Linked DNA regions of Sus scrofa: all the other regions are linked to region 1. A link is a contact called in public HiChIP or PLAC-seq data. All regions are on one chromosome and are shown on one strand. The core of a region is the stretch at or near the end of the contact, and the rest is flanking DNA. Distances in the headings are between cores, read along the strand shown.

Region 1 (4,636 bases), core at 1,806-4,305:
CTGTCTGGCAAATTACATTACTGCCTAATCCTTTCAGACACTGGAGTTAGTGACCTCTAGTCTAGCAGCTGAGCCGGCAATTGTTTTGTTTTTATTGTTGTTGCTTTAATTGTAAAATATATGGATACATTCCTGTAAAGATTCATGAAACAGAGTGAAAGAAAGGTCTTCATCTCCCCCTTGCTGTTAAACCGTCTCCCTCTTGCTACTGACCATGGTGAACAGTTTAGTGCAGGGCTTTAAAAACTACACCAGCTGTCTATTTATTTTTAATTTTTATTTTCTATCACTAGCTGCCTATTTTAATTGTTTTACTACAATACAGCTATTAGTTTGTCTATGTACTGTCTATAGTTGCTTTCTTGTTATATGAGCAGAAGTGAGCAGTTGCAATGGAGACCATATGGCCTGCAAGTTTAAAAATATTTACTATCCAGTAGTCTAAACTAAAATTTAAACTAATTTAAAACTTTAAGCTATTTTAACTAATTTAAAATTCTGAAACAGAATCTCTTGGTTGTAGTAAAAAATGGAGACCACAAAAGTTTCTCTCTTTTAAAAGGTAACTGACATTTTAACAAGATGCAGAAAAAAAGTAAAATTGTCTATTTTTTTTGAAAAATTGAGGTATAATTGACAAATGTTTCTTTTACCTGCAAAACTGTTGGATACATCAAGTACTTTCTTTTGCCATGACCCCAAAAGCACACCAACAACACGCTTCTGGTTTCCAACCTTGCCTATTCTAAATGAAAAAACAGAAGGTCAGTCTGGATGAGCACAGACAGAAGTGGACTCAACAATAAGATGCCCAACAGGAAATATCAATGGTACACACACTGGCTTAGCTGAGAACTAATCCCACTAAACAAAAGTAATAGGTTAGGCCTTAATAATTAATTTCTAATGAATATAACGGGTAATTCACGAACTTGGTACACTGGCAGCTTTACTCACTCCTGACTGCAAATTAATACATGCCTGGAAAAAAATCTCAAACTTGTATAGACATTTAAAATGGAGAAAGTGAAAACTCCCCAGATCTTGGTGTCTTAAATGTTATACAGTTGGTGTTTGGTTACACATTAATGTTACCATATTTAACTTCAGTTTTTCTTTGCAGCTTGTCTTTCTCTTTTAAACTTTCCCCATCTTCTCTAGCCTCAAATCGTTTCAGGGATAAAGATACTAAAGTAGATCCAGTTTTATGGCCCACCTTGCCAACGCTTCCCCGGAGCATCTATTCTGTCAACAATTTCCACTAGATGTTTTTAACTCTTTGTATCAAATAGAGGCTCAGAAAACCATTCCGATCCAGAGGCATTTGTGTGCCATTTGTGGTCCCTCTGAATGGCTTAATGAGGCAGAAGCTGGAAGTGAGCTGGTGACTAATCATGCTGGTAGGAGGGCTCAATGAATGAGAAAGACTATTTCAGAATTTCTCCATATCAAACCTCATCAGTGATTCTGTCTTAAGGAACTACAACTGTTTTGCTTACATAATCTAATTTCATTGGTTTTCATGTAGAATTCTCCTTTAACCATTAACAAATGAGACATACAGAAACAATACAATTCTATGTTCAAAGCAAAGACAAAAGCCACTGTGAAATGAAGTACAATTCCTTAACAGCTGCTGCTTTCACAATGATTTAACTGTATTTATCAAAACATATGGTTTGGCAAATTTATAAATGCTTACTATATTTAGGGTTTGGATGAAACAAAGTTAAGGATTTTCTATTCTGGTGGTTCTTGTTTTTTTGGAAATCTCTGCTTAAAGGAAACTTCCACACTCAGGGCTTTTCTTCTGATCTACAAAAATCCATCTGCCTTCTTAAAAACACTACAACTGTTATCTGACAGAGCAGCTCACAGTGTCTGCCTGCACTAGGCCCTTAGCAAGTGTTTGTTGAACTTACAGAATAGAACTGAAATGATCCCTCCCTTAGCACCTCTAGTATCCTACAGGAGAAAAACAGTAATTATTTTTAGTGCGATAGCTTGCATATCCTGTTAGGCTAAGGCTCCTACAAAGCAACAGAACTGAAATGGGGACCCTAAACCTCACAGGAGTCTGGAGTTTGTTTTGAAGAAGCTGTACAAAGCAAGTTGCAAGAGAATGAGCACTTAGCAACTCTGACTTTACAGCAAATGCTCCCAACTGGGTCTTGCAGTTTTCCAAATCAAGTAACTATCTGGTAAAACTTCTGAACACGTGTAACAGGTCCAGCGAGACGAACAGCTCACAAACAAGCAAGCAAAGGCGGAAGAAACATCTGTGGGATGTTACCTTATTCATTAATGCCCAAATCTCCAACTGGTCTCATTAAAAACAAAATAATACAAAGAACAAAACCCAAAGCAGACTTGACACCTCATCTACATTTTAAGCTGTCGTCAAACACGATTCCCACTTCGAAACTCTCACAAGTTAAAACCACAGCTCTTCCAGGCGCTGAGACCAGAATTTCGCTGACAGCCTTCACAGGCAAAAAGCGCGAGTCTGAAGGGCTTTACTACGAGACATCAAGTCTTTTTGGCAAAAGGGGGCGGACGAAGTGACAGACGGGCACGAGGCCTGGGAATCAAGGCCAAGAGAAGCTTCCCAGACTCTGGCATCGAACGGACTAGGTAAAAGGAACCAGCAGCCCAGTTCCCGGAGCGTCGGCTGGGCGGCGTGGGAGACAATGCCAGGTGTCTTGGGCTTCGCGAAAGGAGGTTGGTCTGGGACCCTCGGCGACTCAGGGCCCTCCTGGTCCATCAGCGCCCCCGCGGCCGCCGCGCAGTCCCCAGCGCGCCCGTGACTCAGCAGCGGCGGCGCCACCGGCCCGGGTAGGCCGCCCCGTGTCGCCCGCTCACCGATTGAAATGATCCACCACACTCAGCAGCACCAGGGGGTGGACCACCACCTTCTGCACAGCCAGCTCCGGCATCGCGACACACCCCGCCCGCCAGGCCCTGCTCCCCGCGACCCGCAAACGCCGGCGGCCAGAGCGGCAGCGACTCTTTGGGATCCTCCAGGCCCGGCTCCTCCTCTTCCGGCTGGGCCGCTGCCGCGCGGCCCCTTCTTCCGCTCCCAGGGTGCTGCGCGCGCCGGGAGCGGGCTGTCGCTCCCGCTGCCAACTTGAGGAGGGCAAGTTCCCGGGAGGCGGAATCCGCCTCAGGTGACTGGCTGCGAATTTCCGGGGTCTTGATAGCTAAAGGGACACTGGAGACGTTAGAGGTTGACCTCCTGGTGTTTCGCTTGTACCGTTACCCACGGTGGCTTTTCGCTTCCATGCCTTCCCAACTCCCCTCCCCCATCGGAAATCTCGAGAAAATACTAAGAAAAAAATGTAAACAGTGATATGTAGTAGTTCCACCATTCAGCAAATGTTGACCTTTGCTTCTAGTCAGAGTCGTCTACAATTTCTTAGAGGAACTAATTTTAAGTCTCCAGCATTAGGGCATTCCCTTTAAGTAGATATGATAGTTTATCTCATTATCATCTTGTCAGGGAATTTCTCCTTAGTCTTCGCTATAGATGATAAGCAAACAATCAGCCTGTCTGTATTTTTCCACCTATCTTTATATTACTTACCATTTAACAAAGGATAGAATAATGCCGTTTGTGCCTAGAGTCAGATCATTCATACAGGTTGATGTTCAAATAAAAACTTAGAAAAAGATTGAAAAAGATGGGAAGCAAGAAGAAAATGTGTTTTCATTTTTCGCTGAGAAAGAGAAAAAATACTAAAAGGGGAAATGTAGAAAAAATACTAAAAGGGGAAATACTAAAAATACTAAAAGGACTTAAGGTTATTTGCAGAAAGACGCAAATGACTTAAAATCCATGCAAGTTTAGTCGCCGGACTGACTTATAAGTTGCTGTTTCTGTCAACAAAAATAATACTTACGCAACTTGAATTATTTAGTTACTGTTCATCCTCTTTTTAAACACCTTTTACCTCCCTGGGTCACGGAGGATCTGACCTCTCTGAAAAATGACCAGGAGATTTTGCTCTGAATCTTAGCCACCTTCCAGTATAGTCAGGGAGCTTTTGATATTCTTTATGGATTTTACCCCTCACTTTTATTTCATGTACTCTTCCTACTTTTGAGAACACTGTTTTGTATTTTCCTCGTTTTTTAAAGTGTTTTTGATTTGGCTATCAGGTGATTTCTGCTACTTCTTAAGATAATAGAACTTGTAAATTGAGAACATTTAAGTCAGCCCCATTGTGAGTTAAAGCATGCTTGCTGGTGTTTAAAGTAGATTCTCTTGTTTCATCTCTTGTGTGATGCTGTTCAACAGAGGGTAGACATAGATCTGTTAGACAAAGAGCTTGGAGTCTAAAGGAAGAATTTTGGGCGGCTAAAATATATAAAGACTATAAGGAAGACAACTTAAAATCATAATGTATTTTCCATGTTGCCCTATTTTTTTTCTTTTTCTTTTTTTTTAAAGTGGAACTGACTTGAAATCATAACTGATTTTGTAGCCACTTCTAGGGAAGGAATTCATTCGGCTGAATACAGAGGGAGATATAAGAAATCTAATTTCTTTTGTTCATTTAATTCTGGGCTTTAAGAGGATCTGATGAGAGCATAAGGATAATAATTTTCTTTTTTTAAAGAAAAATATTATTTAATT
Region 2 (4,422 bases), core at 1,663-4,162, 620 kb before region 1:
CAACATGGATGGATGGACCTAGAGATTATCATTTTTATTTTTATTTTTGGCTGTGCCCATGGCTTACAGAAGTTTCTAGGCTAGGGACTGAATCCTCATCACAGCAGTAACCAGAGCCACGGCAGTGAAAACACCAGATCCTTAACCTGCTGAGTCACCAGGGAACTCCAAGAGATTGTCATATTAAGAAAAGTCAGAAAGATAAATGTATTACTTATATGTGGGATCCTAAAAAAATGATACACGTTAATATATTTACAAAATAGAAGTAGACTTAGAGACAAAACAAACTTGTGGTTACCAAAGAGGAAGAGAGGGGAAGGATAAATTAGGAGTTTGGGATTGACATATATATATATCTGGCAACGCCAGATCCTTAACCCACTAAGCAAGGCCAGGGATCAAACCGACAAACTCATGGTTCCTAGCTGGATTCATTTCTGCTGTGCCACAAAGGGAACTCTCCGGCTAGTATCTTGATATTGATCTTCCAGCTTCCAGAACTATGAAAAAACACATTTCTATTGTTTAAGCCACCCCTTCCATGATGGAATCTTGTGATGGCAGCCCTAGCAGGCTATCACAAACCTGTCTAATTATAGGGACTTTTCATTTTAATTCCATCTTCAAAATTGCACAACCTACCAAATATGTGGGAATAATATGTTCTTAAGTTCCCTGGAGTTCCCATCATGGCTCAGTGGTTAATGAACCCCCGTCTTCATGGATACTAATCAGGTTTGTTACTGCTGAACCACATCAATACCCCCCCCATGGGTTTCTTAAACATGCTGAACTCTTTTTTTTTTTTTTTGTTTTTAGGGCCACACTTACAGCATGTGGAGGTCCCCAGGCTGTGGGTCGAATCGGAGCTGTAGCCACCAGCCTACACCACAGCCACAGCAATGCTGGATCCTTAACCCACTGAGCGAGGCCAGGAATCAAACCTGAGTCCTCGTGGATACTAGTCAGGTTCAGTTACCACTCAGCCAGGACGGGAACTCCATGCTGAACTCTTAATAACCATCAAAAAATCCACCGTGGACCCACAACTCCTGCAGCAATTGCCCTAGGCCTCCCTTCCTTTTCCTCGAACTTGCTGAAAGAGTTGTCCCTCCTCATGGACTGCATTTCCTCATGACCCACTCCCGCCAGACCCCCTGCGGTATGGCGTCTGCCTCCATCACTTGAATGAAACATCTCTGGCTGAGATCATTGGTGTTTCATGTCCCTGTCTGCCTTCTCAGCTGCTTTCAGAGCTCCTCTCCTCCTTATCAATATTCCTCCCCCGACTTCCACGACAGTCTTCTGGCTGTCTTAACTCTCCAGCTGTCTTTCTGAGCTTCCTTTGCAGGCTCACCCTCCTCTGGTCAGCCAACAAACCTTCAGGCTCTGTCCTAGGCGCTCCCCTCACCTCTCTCTACACTCCATTCTCCCCTAGGAGATCTCATTCCAATATCCACAGCTTCCAATATCTAGCTGGCACGTGATGTTTACACAGAGATGTTTCAAAGGCACCTGAAACTCACCATTTCCCTCACTCCTCTGCCCCCCAAACCTGGTCTTTGTCCTGTATTCCCCATCTCAGTGGCATGACCATCCATCCAGTCACTAAGCCAGCAACCCAGGAGTCATCCCTGTCCCCTCCTGCCCCTACTACTTCTCAGCATAACCCATATCCAATCCATTTCCAAGAGCTTATGATTTATCTTCCAAAAACCTCTCTATTCTGTCTATGTCTCTACACGGACCTCCCCCTAGTCCAAGCTGTCCTCACTCTTCTGTACTATAGCAGTAGCTTCATGTGCAATAGCCAGCCAGCCCATCCCTGCAATCCGCTCTCCCTATGAGGGTACAGTCATCTAGACAATTAAAAAAAGAAGTTTCCCGTTTATCTTAAGGCCAAAAATCTTTACCAAGGCCACACGTCCTGGCCCCTGTCCATCTCCCCAGCATCAGTTCACATCATACGTCCACTCATTTTCTTCTCTCTGGCTACCTGAGCCTTCTTCTAGCTTTCTAAATTCTACCAGTGGCCTCCTCATGCCTCAAAGCCTTGGCACAGGCTATTTCATCAACCTGGAGTACTCTTCCCGCCCCCACCCCAGCCCTCAAGCCCCCAATTAAAAGGGAGCCTCTCCTGACCTTGGGCAGACTGCCTTTTAGATGCTCACATAGCACGTGGGACTTCACGCCCAGGCCTCAACGGGTTTATCACCTCCTGATGAACTTCATTGTTTTCCTGAGATTGTAGGCTCCCCTAGAGCTGTTTTGATCATTGCTGCGTTCCAAAAACTAGTACATAGTAGATATTTACAAAATATTGTTGAATGAATGAATGTGAACAACCAATCTGCTATGCTGAAGTTCACATGGGTAGAGGCCCCAGCTTTGAAGGTCTAAGAAAATCTCTTTTCTAAGGACAAAAGTAGAAGAGTTAGTATTTAGAAAGGAAAACAAAGCTGGCTTTAAACAGAGTCATTGGCATCATAATAACAGTTACCAGGGACTGAGCCCACAGTGTGGGATACACTGCTATTAGTTGGCTCATTCACTTCCTCCCCAAGGCCGATAAGGTAGCTTCTAATTATTATTATTACGGTGCCTATTCAACATCAGGAACCCAGAGGTCTGGGGAGTCAGGCTTATTGTGCGAGTTAACTGCCATTTAGGTGCTCTTTTATTCAGGTGGGTCCGGGACTTCAGAATTCCACTCCGCTCTGGCCCCGCCCGACCCGGCCACGCCCTCGGCCCCGCCCCCGGCCACGCCCCCGGCCCGGCCCTCGTCCCACGGCGACCCCGCCCCGGCCCCCAAGAGGCCATGGGGAGCGGAGCCTGCAGTGCCGGCGTGGCCGCCGGGGGGCAGCCGCGCGGCTCGGGCCCGACCGCTCTGGGCTGCGCTCCTCGCTCACCCACGGACTCGGCTCCGGCTGCGAGAAGCCACCTTACCCGCGCCCAGCGCCGACCCGCCGCGCTCCCCGCGCCGGAGCAGCCCCTCGGCTCCCGGGGCCGGACCGAGGCCCCAAGCAGCGCCGCGAGGTGTGGGGCGAGCCCAGGAGATGAAATGACAACGCCAACCCTCCAGGTACCTCGGCACGGCCCGTCTTGGCCCGGCCCGGCTTGCGGAGGCCGAAGGAGGGCGGCGGGGCCTGTGGGCGGGCGGGCGGCCTCTTCAGAGCCCGGGCCTCGCGGCCCCCGCCCCATCGCCCTCTCGTCGCCTCCGCGCGTTTCTGTTTTCACGCGCTCGGAGCTAAGGGTAGCCTTCTGTTCAGAAAGCCCGGCCCCGAGGCCGCTATTTGTGACTGGAGTCCCGGGACCGCCGTGGGGTTGAGCCTCATCCGGCCTCACGGGCTGGGGAAGCTCGGGCCTGGGGTCGGGTTGCCGGCTGTCCCTCCTCGTCGTCCTGCCTCCCTTCGAACAAGCCCTGGCTCCTTCCCATTTCCTCTTCTCGCCCAAAGACCCCTCATTCATTCTCTGGATCGGGAAGGGTGGTGCTGGGCTGGCGCCACCTGGATGCACGACTGACCCATCCTCCAGGTGCTGCCGGCCCTTATTGGACTGGGAAACATAAAACTTGTTTGTGCCTCGAACCTGAGTTTGGATCTCGGGTCTGCCACTTACTAGCATGTGACCTTGGGCTAGTTGGCTGATTTTGGAGTCTCGGGTGTCCTCTCAGTAAAATGGGTTAATACTCTGTAGGGTTCCTGTGATAGTGGCTCTAGATAGAGGACTTCGGTAAAGCATTTTTAACACAGTGTCTGCTACATCGCAAGCGGTCAGTAAGTGATGACAGACAGTGCTTGGGGGAGTTGGACAGGACGTCATGGAGGAAGAGGCATTTGGCCAGGCAGTCACAGAATGGGGGGCTGGGGATTCCTGCAGGTACCTGGAGGTGCAGGGGGAATGGTTACTGCAGTGGAGGAAAGAGGGGAACAGAGGCATGGAATTCTGGGGTACTAGGCCAGGATTTGCTGAAGTCCAAAGCCAGACCCCACCACCCACCAGCAGAAGCTCTCATTTGTTATCACAAGGGTCCACCATCATTGCCTGCAGATGCCACCTGCCTAGACACTCCGTATATGGCTTGTAAGCTAAGAATTTTTTAAAAAAAATTTAAACAAACAAACAAACAAACAGCCTTAGGAGTTCTCATTGTGGTTCACCGGGTTAAGAACCCGACATAGTGTCCGTGAGGATGCGAGTTTGATCCCTGGCCTCACTCAGTGGATTAAGGATCCAGTGTTGACGCAAGTTGTGGCGTAGGTTGCAGATGTGGCACGGATCTGGTGTTGCCATGGCTGTGGCTTAGGTCAGCAGCTGCAGCTCCAATTTGACCCCTGGCCTGGGAACTTCCATATGCTGTACATGCGGCCATAAAAAGAAAAAAATAAAAAAACCCCAGATTTATTAAAATGAAGTCAC
Region 3 (4,591 bases), core at 1,462-3,961, 560 kb before region 1:
GAGTTACATGAATTACCTTGGACTGGTACCATTTCTTCCCAGTCAAAAGATCCTTAGCTATTCTTAAAGTACACATGAATTTCTCCTCCCTTGCTAATATGACTTCTCTGGCATTTTATCTCCAACACAAACCTGACTTACCTATACTAAAAATCTATTCCTGTAGTCATTCCGCCTTGGAATTTTCTAAGCATTCTTTGCAAGACCTAAAGTAGTTCTTTCTTAAGGTCCTTAATGAATTAATAAAATATCTGCATCCCACACACAGTTTTTTTAACAGGATGTCTGAGTACTTAGCAGCACACAGCTGAAGGACAGAGAGGTTTTCTTTGCTAAGCAAGGTTTTATCCACACCCCTCTCCCAAGATCCCATCCTTTTAGGAAGTGCTCTTATCTTCTCTTACCAGTTTCCTTACTTTAACCACCAAGGCAGTGCTGAACTGAGCTGTTGTTCTTTAGTCCCCACCTCTGCATCTGCTTCCACACCCCCAGCCTTGGTTATTGGAAAAGAAAAAGCTTTTTCTGACTGGTTTCCATGGCCACTTCAATGTTTTAAATAAAAATAAGTTCCACTACTTGAAGCTACCTGAGCCATGACACAGTTCCAGTTCCAAATTCCTGGACACTCTACTAGCTTTTTTCTTGTCAAGAACACTGCCTGTATCAGCCTTCTACTATTACCGTTTTTCTAATTGGCTGATTATCCCAGCACCTCTGATTCTGTTTGTTCAAAGGGAAAGTTCCCTAAGCTTCTTTCTGCAATGGCATGAAAGAGCTCAAAGTCAGACCCAGATTTTCCAAGCTATTTCCAAGCTGTTCTCTTAGTTTATCATAAACAAGGGTGACCAAACCCTAGGCCAGTTATTTCTAGCCTTTCACGATGTTCCTGAATGGTACAACAACCTCCAAAATGTCAGTCTTCAATGCCAACTCACCTCCTGCATACTGTGGCCCCTCCTGCCAGGGATACCAGGAAGACCGCCAAAATCCCAAAAGCTGAGCACTGGCCATTAACAGTTCTTTCCAAGTCTGGGCTAGGAAGGGGTTGCCCAATGAGATAACATCTTTGTGTGTGTTACATGTTTGAGTGTGCACAGTGGCTCTCTGTCCATCTCTGTTTGTCCTCCACCCCACACAGAAAAGATAAGCACTGATTCTCTAAGACCTTTGATTTTTGTTAAAAAAGAAATTAAAATAGAGCCTTACAGCCTCCTTGACCAGTTTTCTACTGGATTCCACCACTGCCTCTGTCAGTGTAAATTCCGTTTTAATCATCTCCAGCACATTGATAGCTGATTCCAGTGGTGTGAGCTCAGCCTCCATATCAAAGGAACAGTCTAGGACAAAGAGCACAGTTTTCACTAACCTATTTTCTAAGGAGCAGAAGAATTATGTCCAAATATATATATATATACATATATATATATATCAAAAAGAAACATGCAAATATAGTTAAGATTTGCATTTAATTTGCTGGTATACTGGCTGCAGACTTACAAACATGTTAACGGTCCAGATTCAAATTAATGAATTTCAAGTGATTTTCAGTAATTTTCAAGACAGGTAAAAAAATTTATTTTTTAACACATTCATCTGCATCTAAATTTCAGCATACTCACATCTTCCTCAGATACAAATGGCCAGAAACTGAAGGCCGTTTTGCTAAACAGCTGTGAGGTTCAATTCCGGGGGAGAAAAAGTGTTCTTTAAAACACACCACTATGGAGGAAAAATGGTCATCTTCACATAACTCACTTCAGATAGCAACAAAGTTGGGGCGAGCAAGAAACAGGTGGGAGGAAATAAAAAAACAGAGAAAAGCAGCCAAGAGAATCCCAACTGTAGAAAACTAGAACTAGAGAATAAACTCATCCTAGAAGGAAAAAGACCACTGTATCGAAACATAGCAGCCCACTTTAATCGTGAATCTTTCAGTCCCGGATGTAAGTTTGAAAACAACATAACCCTAAATAAGCCCAGAAAAGAACATAAAAATAGCCATACCTAAATTCTCCCCTTCTTCAATGCGCGACAGACACTGCATAACCCGCAGCAGCCGAGACACGGTATGCTCCTTCCCCAAGGGCCTGACAAGCAAAGCTAGGAAAGAAGACATCGTTGGCACGGCGACCCCCAGCCCCGACGCTCGGGCCCCGCAGATCTCCTTCCCAGGAGCCCCCCAGCCTCCCTTTCCCGGCTCGGCCCTCACCCTGCATGATGTCCCGGATCTGCCTGAAGTCCTCGTACCGGCTACCCCGAAAGGCCCGCAGCGCCTCGTGGAAGTAGAACTTGAGCACCCAGCGGTTGACTGCCTCCTCCAGCCGCGCCTCCCCCGCGCCCCGCTCCGCGGCGCCCCCCAGCCGCGGCGCGTGGCGCCCCCGCCGAGCCCGCCCGCCGCTGCGGGACGTCCGCCTGCCTGCCGCCCGCCCGCTGCTATCGCTGCTCCCGCCTCCTCCCGCCATCGCGTCCGATCGCCGCGCGCCCTCCCCGCCCTCTCTGCCGGGACGCTTCCCCGACTGTGACGCCGCCGGGTCACGCACGACGCCCGGGCCGGAAGCAGGGCCTGCCGTCCCGGCTCCCGCGGCCATGATACGAACACCGTTCTGAGGCGCCCGCGGGCTTCTGGGAGGGAAAGGACCGGGGGCTCCCTGGCCCCCTCTCCGACTCCGTAGTTCCCGGTGTGTCGGCCGCAGTGCATTCTGGGACTTGAAGTTCACGGCAGCCAGATGGGTTAAACCAACCTAGGTTTGTGGTCAAATGTCAATTTCCCTCCGCTATTTTGTAACACTGTACTGGAGACTCGGGGCTATGTATAAAATATTGAAAAACAAAGGCGTGAAGTGTGTATTAAACATTTTTTAAATCGCGAAATGTAACATAGAGAGGAAACTTTGTTAAACAAGTTTACATTTTACTAAAGTAAAAGGCCAGTGTTAACCCAGTCGAGGTCAAGAAATAGAATATGGCCGGCACCACGAAACCCCTAGACATGTAAGACATATACGTTTTTAAAATTAGAAAAATAGCACATTTTGTTGTAGAACAATTGGAAGAAATAATGCAAAGCTTAACATTTAAGTCAGCCTTATCCCCACATGAAAAAACAAGCTGACATTTAGGTTTATAGCCTTCCAGTGTCTTTTGTATACCTTGTGTGTGTGTTTGTATACACACACAAAAAAACTAGAATTATGTTATATATATATTTTATAGAGCCTTTATTTTGCATTCAGCATCTAGTGGACATCTTTACATGTCACTAAATACTTTTTCTACAGTATCTTTAGCAGCTACATAGCATTCCAATATATGGGTGAAATGAAAGCCTCCTTTATATAAACCACTACTGTAAGGCGTTTAGGCTATTTAAAAATTTTGTAATTCTAGACAATCTAAATGTTAGAAAGATCCTTTTAACTATATCATTGCACAAATTCATAATTATTTCCTTAGAATAATTTCCTTTAAGTAGAACTACTGAGTCGAAGAATACACAGAGGAGTTTCCCTGGTGGCTCAGAGAGTTAAGCATCAGGCATTGCTACTGCTTGTGGCTCAGGTCACTGGTTTGACCCTTGGCCAGAGAAGTTCCGTATACTGCAAGCATAGCCAAGAAAAAAAAAATAGATTACACAGTAGAACAAAGATCAGGACATTCACTCATCAACCTTCCCTTTTACTATTGAACAAAGTGCAGACTCCTTAACATGACTTTTAAAGTCTGAAGAAGTTACCTATTTGCCAACCTCATTTTGGGCTCACTTTTCATATGTGTATGCACAACTTTTATCACTTCCTTTTCATCTACTACTCAGTTTGCTCAGAGCTTCATGTTGTCCATTCCAGCCTAAGGAAACCCTTCCTGTCCTTCAAACCTCACTTGAAGGACATTTCACCCTTTCTTGACTTTCTGAGTTATGTTAAATCCCTTTGGTGCTCCCTCCTTTGCCCCTCCTTCATCCTTCCTCAGCACTTCTGGGGCCACGTACTTTGTCTTCTTGTTTACCTTGCATCCCAGAACCTAGCTCAGGACATGTCACATTTCTTGAGGTTGGATTGAATTGAGTAGGCACATAAGTAAGGCTTTTAATACATGTTGAAAAACTGCCATCAGCAGATTATATTTACTGAAACTTAATTTCACATCCACCAGCAAACTGTATTTACTGAAATAGGGACATTCTTAGGGCTTCCTCACATTTCTTATGTATTTGTGTCATGATTTTCTCAATACGATACAGCAGACCACACAATCTTGTGACTGTGTGGGATACTCTGTCTGTGTTCTTTTCTTCCTTACTATCCCTGTAGATAGACCCGGAGAGGACTTTTTTAAAAAAATCACTTTTTCTCTCTTCTCCAAGTCTCTTTTTGTCCAACCCCAGTTGCAAATCCACTTCCAGCCTTCACTTTGCTGGACATGTTCTTAAAACTTACTTTGCACTTCTGTGATAAGTTTGCCGCATTGACCTTGGAAAGCCTATTCCCCATGTCTCCATTGGTTGTATCATTATCTTTCACATCCACTGTATCTTCCACAGGCAGGGGAATGAGTAAGGGGCATTTCCAAAGGACTGGGTAAGCTTGGCAGG
Region 4 (4,873 bases), core at 81-2,580, 770 kb before region 1:
TGGGGTGGAAAAGATGGCTTCGGTCGATCTGAGTTACTCCAGTTTTCTCCATCTTCTGCTACTCTGCAGCCCCTCTACCCTTCCTCTTACTGCTGTAGCGTACTATCTTCCCCAAAGCCCCTTCCTTTACATAGCATTGCTTGAGGCCTCCCTCTGTACTGGGTTTTCCTCCCACAGGCTCCCCACCTTCTCCACCCTCTCCGCTGGCCCCCTACCCGCCTTCAATTTGAGCTACTAACACTTCCCATTCCTAGCCCCGCCCACTTTCTGGACCTCTCAATCCGCTTCCCCTCTCTTACCCAACCCCCTCCAAAATACCCCCACACTTTCTCTAGGACCTCTTACCCAGATGTTTAACCCTTTCTCTTATCTCCCAAGTTAAACATTCTTTATGCCGCCTTTCTCCACATCCCCCCCTCAGAATAGTCTTCCCAAACCATTCACTCTCCTCCCAAAGGCTGCTCTAAAAACGTTATTCCTACCACCCTCATTCTTCCCTATTTCCCCCCTCAATTCCAAAGTACTTCGCCCCTCTAGGACCGACCCCACCCGACTCTTCTCCCGTCTCTTACTCCGCCCACAAAAGAACCTGGATCATCCGCCAGACTGTCTCCTCCTTCCAACCATCCTCGCAGTTATCGCTTTCAGGAGCCTTTCCTCCACGATTTAAAATGTCCCCTCGAAAGAACCTCAGAGTCCTACCCCACACTAAGTCCCCTTTCTGGTATTCCCACTGCTTCCTAGATTCCAGTTCTACCCGACTCCCGAAAGCATCGCGTGCTGGGCTCCTTCACCACCCAGGGAAGAGCCCCTTTCCGCACATACCTCGAGGTTCCGGCCTGCGCCGCCCCCTTATCCGTCCTCCGCCCGCGCTCGGCCACTCTTTCCGCCCTTCTCCCGCTCCGCCCTGCTCGCACCCTTCTTTCCATCCGCCTTCCGACTCCACACCGCTTCCTTCCCCACAATTCCCAGCCCTCCTACTCCGGGGGCCCCTCTGGGTCGCCCCCACCTCTGCGCGGCCCTCCCCGCTCCCCTCCCCCTTCCCGACCGCCCCTCCCCCGCCCGGCGCTCCCCGCCCCTCGGCTCGCCATTCTTCTCAGCGAGCCGCGCGCCCCGCCCGGCCCCAGCTCCCTAGCTTCCCGCTCCCTCGAACCCTCAACCCCATCCCCGGCTCGGCCCTCGCTCCCCGCGGCCTCCCACGCTCCCTGCCCGCGGCCTGACCTGCAATGGCGGCCGCCGAGCGCGGCGCCGCGCGGCCAACGGGCGACAACCGAACCTCCCGCCGCCGTCGCCGCCGCCGCGAGCACTGCCTGCGCACTTCCGGCCTTGCGCCGCGAGCACTTCCGGGGCAGAGCACGCGAGCGCGCGCGCACGTGGGGCCGGGCGGAGAGAGGGACCGCCAAGAGTAGTGAGCCCTTCCGCGGGTGAGTTGGGCAGGGGGCGGGAAGCGGGGGTGACGGGAAGAGTTGGAACTGGTGCTGCCTGCACTAAGTCGACGCCCCGCGGAGCTCGTCGATTCCCTAGTGTCGAAGTCGGGTGGGGGCTATTCCGGAGAGAGAAGGGGCGAAGGAGCCCTCGCGCGTTTCATACGCCCTCCTAGCCTGGTCAGGCCGAGGTCGCCTGCTCTGCAGACAGGTTTCACACACCTTGAAGGGAAACGGACAAGGGGTGAACCAGACCCGAGTGTGTATATTGAGGGCAGCAGAGCGCGGAGTAGGGGAGTAGTTGACAGATGCCGGACCAGTCCCGTCGCTTCCTCCTATTGAGAAGCTCTGGGTTCTTCCTGTTCCATCAGCCCCCACTGTCAATACCGTAGTTGAGTCTGTGATTTGCAAACTTAGCATGCCAAAGAGATAGAGGTATTTGCCAATGTGCAGATTCTTAATCGGTCTCCCCCACCTCCCCGCCACCCGCCAAGAGGTTGGAATTCTGGAGCTATGGAATAGGACCCATAATCCTGCATTTTTTAAAGCCGGTTTTAGAGATAATTTTGATACAGGAGTTCTGCAGATCTAACTTTGAGAGACTTTTAGTCTGTCAACATGTTTTGCCTCTTTTTTTATTCTCCTCTTTACCACCCCCACTCTCAGAAGCCCCACGCACAAAATACAAAGATACAGGAAGACTTTAATTCTACCTCAAATACAACTGAAGCTCTAATTGACCCACGCAAGTGCGCCTCCCAGTTAGAGAATGAGGTTATATTCAGTGTTTTGCTCTAAGATCAGGTTTTTAGATTCTTCTCCTTTTCCTGGACCACTTCCTTCAATGAGTTGTCAGGATTGCTAGGAATCTGAGTGATGCTTTATGTGTTGCTCTTTTTTCTGTTGAAGAGTCCTGAGCTTCTGGAGATTGATAGATTCTGTATGGGTCACGAAAGCATCATTAAGTGGATGTTTAGAAATGAACCTCTGTGGGATATAGCTGAAGTCTTCTACCTATACCAGTGGTTAAATAAACAATATGTGTGTCATACTGTGGTTGATGTTTTAACAATAATTCTCTTTTTCCCCTCTAGGAATGGGTGAATTTAAGGTCCATCGAGTACGTTTCTTTAATTATGTTCCATCAGGGATCCGTTGTGTGGCTTACAATAACCAGTCGAACAGATTGGCTGTTTCACGAACAGATGGCACTGTAGAAATTTATAATTTGTCAGCAAACTACTTTCAGGAGAAAGTAAGTCATTTGGGAGCCTGATTTGGTGGTTTTGATGTCATTTTTTTTTTCTTTTTTTTGTTCATTTTACAAAACCTTGTGTGTCTTTTATATACAAAGAGATCAAAAGAAAGTGGCTCTTCCACCTCTCTCCCAAGTTGTTTAGAACCACAGAAGTTCTGTAGCAAATATGTAGTTTTTTGCCTGACTAATGAGCTTAGAGTTTTGATCTGTGTAATGTGAGTTAGAAAGATCCCACCTAGGAATTGTGGTGCACTGTGTCACAGTTTGGAAACTGAGATTTGTTATATTTGTTGGGCACAGCAAGAAGGGAAATTGTCAACACCATTGCTTCATATCAGTCTCTGCAGATTATAACTTCGACAAAGTGGCATTTCCTGCTCTAGGTGTCAGTACTCATTTCATTGTCAGTTCAGGACAAATGATGAGGTAGTTCCCACTGGGGTACAGTAGGTTAAGAATCTGGCTATAGGGGAGTTCCCATCATGACGCAGTGATTAACGAAAAGAACCTGACTAGGAACCGTGGGTTGCAGGTTTGAATCCTGGCCTCGCTCAGTGGGTTGAGGATCCGGTGTTGCCGTGAGCTGGGGTGTAGGTCGCAGATGTGGCTTGGATCCCGAGTTGCTGTGACTATGATGTAGGCCAGTAGCTACAGCTCCAGTTAGACCCCTTACCTGGGAACCTCCATATGCCGAGGGATCGGCCCTAGAAAAGACAAAACAACAACAACAACAACAAAAAGAATCTGACTGAAGGAATTGCCCACTGTGGCATAATGGGATCGGCAACATCTTGGGAGGTGGGACACAGGTTCAATCCCTGGCCCAGCACAGGGTGTTAAGAATCCAGTGGTGCTGCAGCTGCAGCTTAGGAAAAAGGGAAAAAAAAAATCTGACTGCAGCAGCTGAGTTGCTGTGGAGGTGTGGGTTCAGTCCCTGGCCTGAGACCTTCTATATGCTGCAGATGTAGTCTTAAAAAAAATAATTAAAAAAGGCAAGAGGAGTTCTTGTTGTGGCTCAGTGGTTAATGAATCTGACTAGGAACCATGAGGTTTTGGGTTCGATCCCTGGCCTTGCTCAGTGGGTTAAGGATCTGGCGTTGCTGTGAGCTGTGGTGTAGGTCGCAGACTCGGCCTGGATCCTGAGTTGCTGTGACTCTGGCATGGACCAGCAGCTACAGCTCCGATTAGACCCCTAGCCTGGGAACCTACATATGCCTTGGGAGCAGCCCTAGAAAAGGCAAAAAGACAAAAAAAAAATAATAATAGAATAAAACATTTTAAAAAAAGGCAAGAAAAGAAATGATTAAACTTTTTTTTTTTTTTTTAAAGCAGCTTCACCTGCGGCATATGGAAGTTCCCAGGCTAGGGATCCAATCAGAGCTGCAGCTATAGGCCTAGGCCACAGCAATGCCAGATCCGAGCAGGGTCTGCTACCTATGCTACAGCTGCTGCAGTACTGGGTCCTAAACCCACTGAGTGAGGCCAGGGATCAAACCCAATTCTCACAGAGACTATCTTGGGTTCTTTACCTGCTGAACCACAGTTAGAATTCCTAAATGATGAGACATTTTAATATCAAACTTTTTGGTGATGGAGCAACAGGAAGATGAATTCCCAAGTTCATCTCTGAGAGAAGGTAGACTTATATGCCTATGTTTGGGAGTAAAGAAGATTTTAAGTTAGGTAGAATACCTTTTAGGCGTATGCAGAGGGCTGTTACAGCAGCACATTTTTCAAAGGCACTGATTCCCAATTTCAGATGCAATAAAGTAATTCATTTCACATTTATTGAGTGCCTTACATGCCCTAGGCAATATGATATAAATGAAGTGAATGAATAGAAGGAAAAATGAATGAATTCTGTGCCCAGCAGCTTAGTCCTTAGAATGTAGGCTCTCTGGAGTTCCCGTCGTGGCTCAGTGGTTAACAAATCCGACTAGGAACTGTGAGATTGCAGCTTCAATCCCTGCCCTCGCTCAGTGGGTTAAAGATCCAGCATTGCCGTGAGCTGTGGTGTAGGTTGCAGACACGATTTGGATCTGGCGTTGCTGTGGCTCTGGCGTAGGCCGGTGGCTACAGCTCCAATTAGACCCCTAGCCGTGGAACCCCCATATGCCGTGGGTGCAGCCCTAGAAAAGACAAAAAGACAAAAAAAAAAAAAAAAGAATTTAGGCTCTCTGTAAATGCTTGT

What was found. HiChIP or PLAC-seq counts read pairs in DNA pulled down with a chosen protein or histone mark.
Region 2: a contact with region 1 is called in an H3K27ac HiChIP or PLAC-seq map of alveolar macrophages. The contact joins the promoter of VPS4A here to the promoter of PSMD7 in region 1. A contact is called at or near these places in 1 of 5 promoter capture datasets (fetal liver) and 2 of 2 datasets of contacts at active chromatin or transcription factors (alveolar macrophages and skeletal muscle).
Region 3: a contact with region 1 is called in an H3K27ac HiChIP or PLAC-seq map of alveolar macrophages. The contact joins the promoter of TERF2 here to the promoter of PSMD7 in region 1. A contact is called at or near these places in 2 of 5 promoter capture datasets (fetal liver and liver), 7 of 47 Hi-C or Micro-C datasets (adipocytes, embryonic fibroblasts, fetal skeletal muscle and 4 more) and 2 of 2 datasets of contacts at active chromatin or transcription factors (alveolar macrophages and skeletal muscle).
Region 4: an H3K27ac HiChIP or PLAC-seq map of alveolar macrophages shows a contact between it and region 1. The contact joins the promoter of CHTF8 here to the promoter of PSMD7 in region 1. A contact is called at or near these places in 1 of 5 promoter capture datasets (liver) and 1 of 2 datasets of contacts at active chromatin or transcription factors (alveolar macrophages).

The regions. Positions count from the first base shown.
Region 1 is chr6:17,045,839-17,050,474 of Sscrofa11.1, reverse strand. PSMD7 (26S proteasome non-ATPase regulatory subunit 7) reads right to left here and starts at 3,055. Exons shown (of 7, transcript XM_021093860.1): 1 at 2,863-3,055; 2 at 654-745. The coding sequence starts at 2,936.
Region 2 is chr6:17,668,042-17,672,463 of Sscrofa11.1, reverse strand. VPS4A (vacuolar protein sorting 4 homolog A) reads left to right here and starts at 2,912. Exons shown (of 11, transcript NM_001243418.1): 1 at 2,912-3,085. The coding sequence starts at 3,065.
Region 3 is chr6:17,603,868-17,608,458 of Sscrofa11.1, reverse strand. It overlaps TERF2 (telomeric repeat-binding factor 2), which reads right to left and starts at 2,711. Exons shown (of 10, transcript XM_003126908.4): 1 at 2,210-2,711; 2 at 2,005-2,100; 3 at 1,207-1,337. The coding sequence starts at 2,588.
Region 4 is chr6:17,814,641-17,819,513 of Sscrofa11.1, reverse strand. It overlaps CHTF8 (chromosome transmission fidelity protein 8 homolog), which reads right to left and starts at 1,330. Exons shown (of 4, transcript XM_021093878.1): 1 at 1,222-1,330. It overlaps UTP4 (U3 small nucleolar RNA-associated protein 4 homolog), which reads left to right and starts at 1,097. Exons shown (of 17, transcript XM_021093876.1): 1 at 1,097-1,424; 2 at 2,519-2,679. The coding sequence starts at 2,521.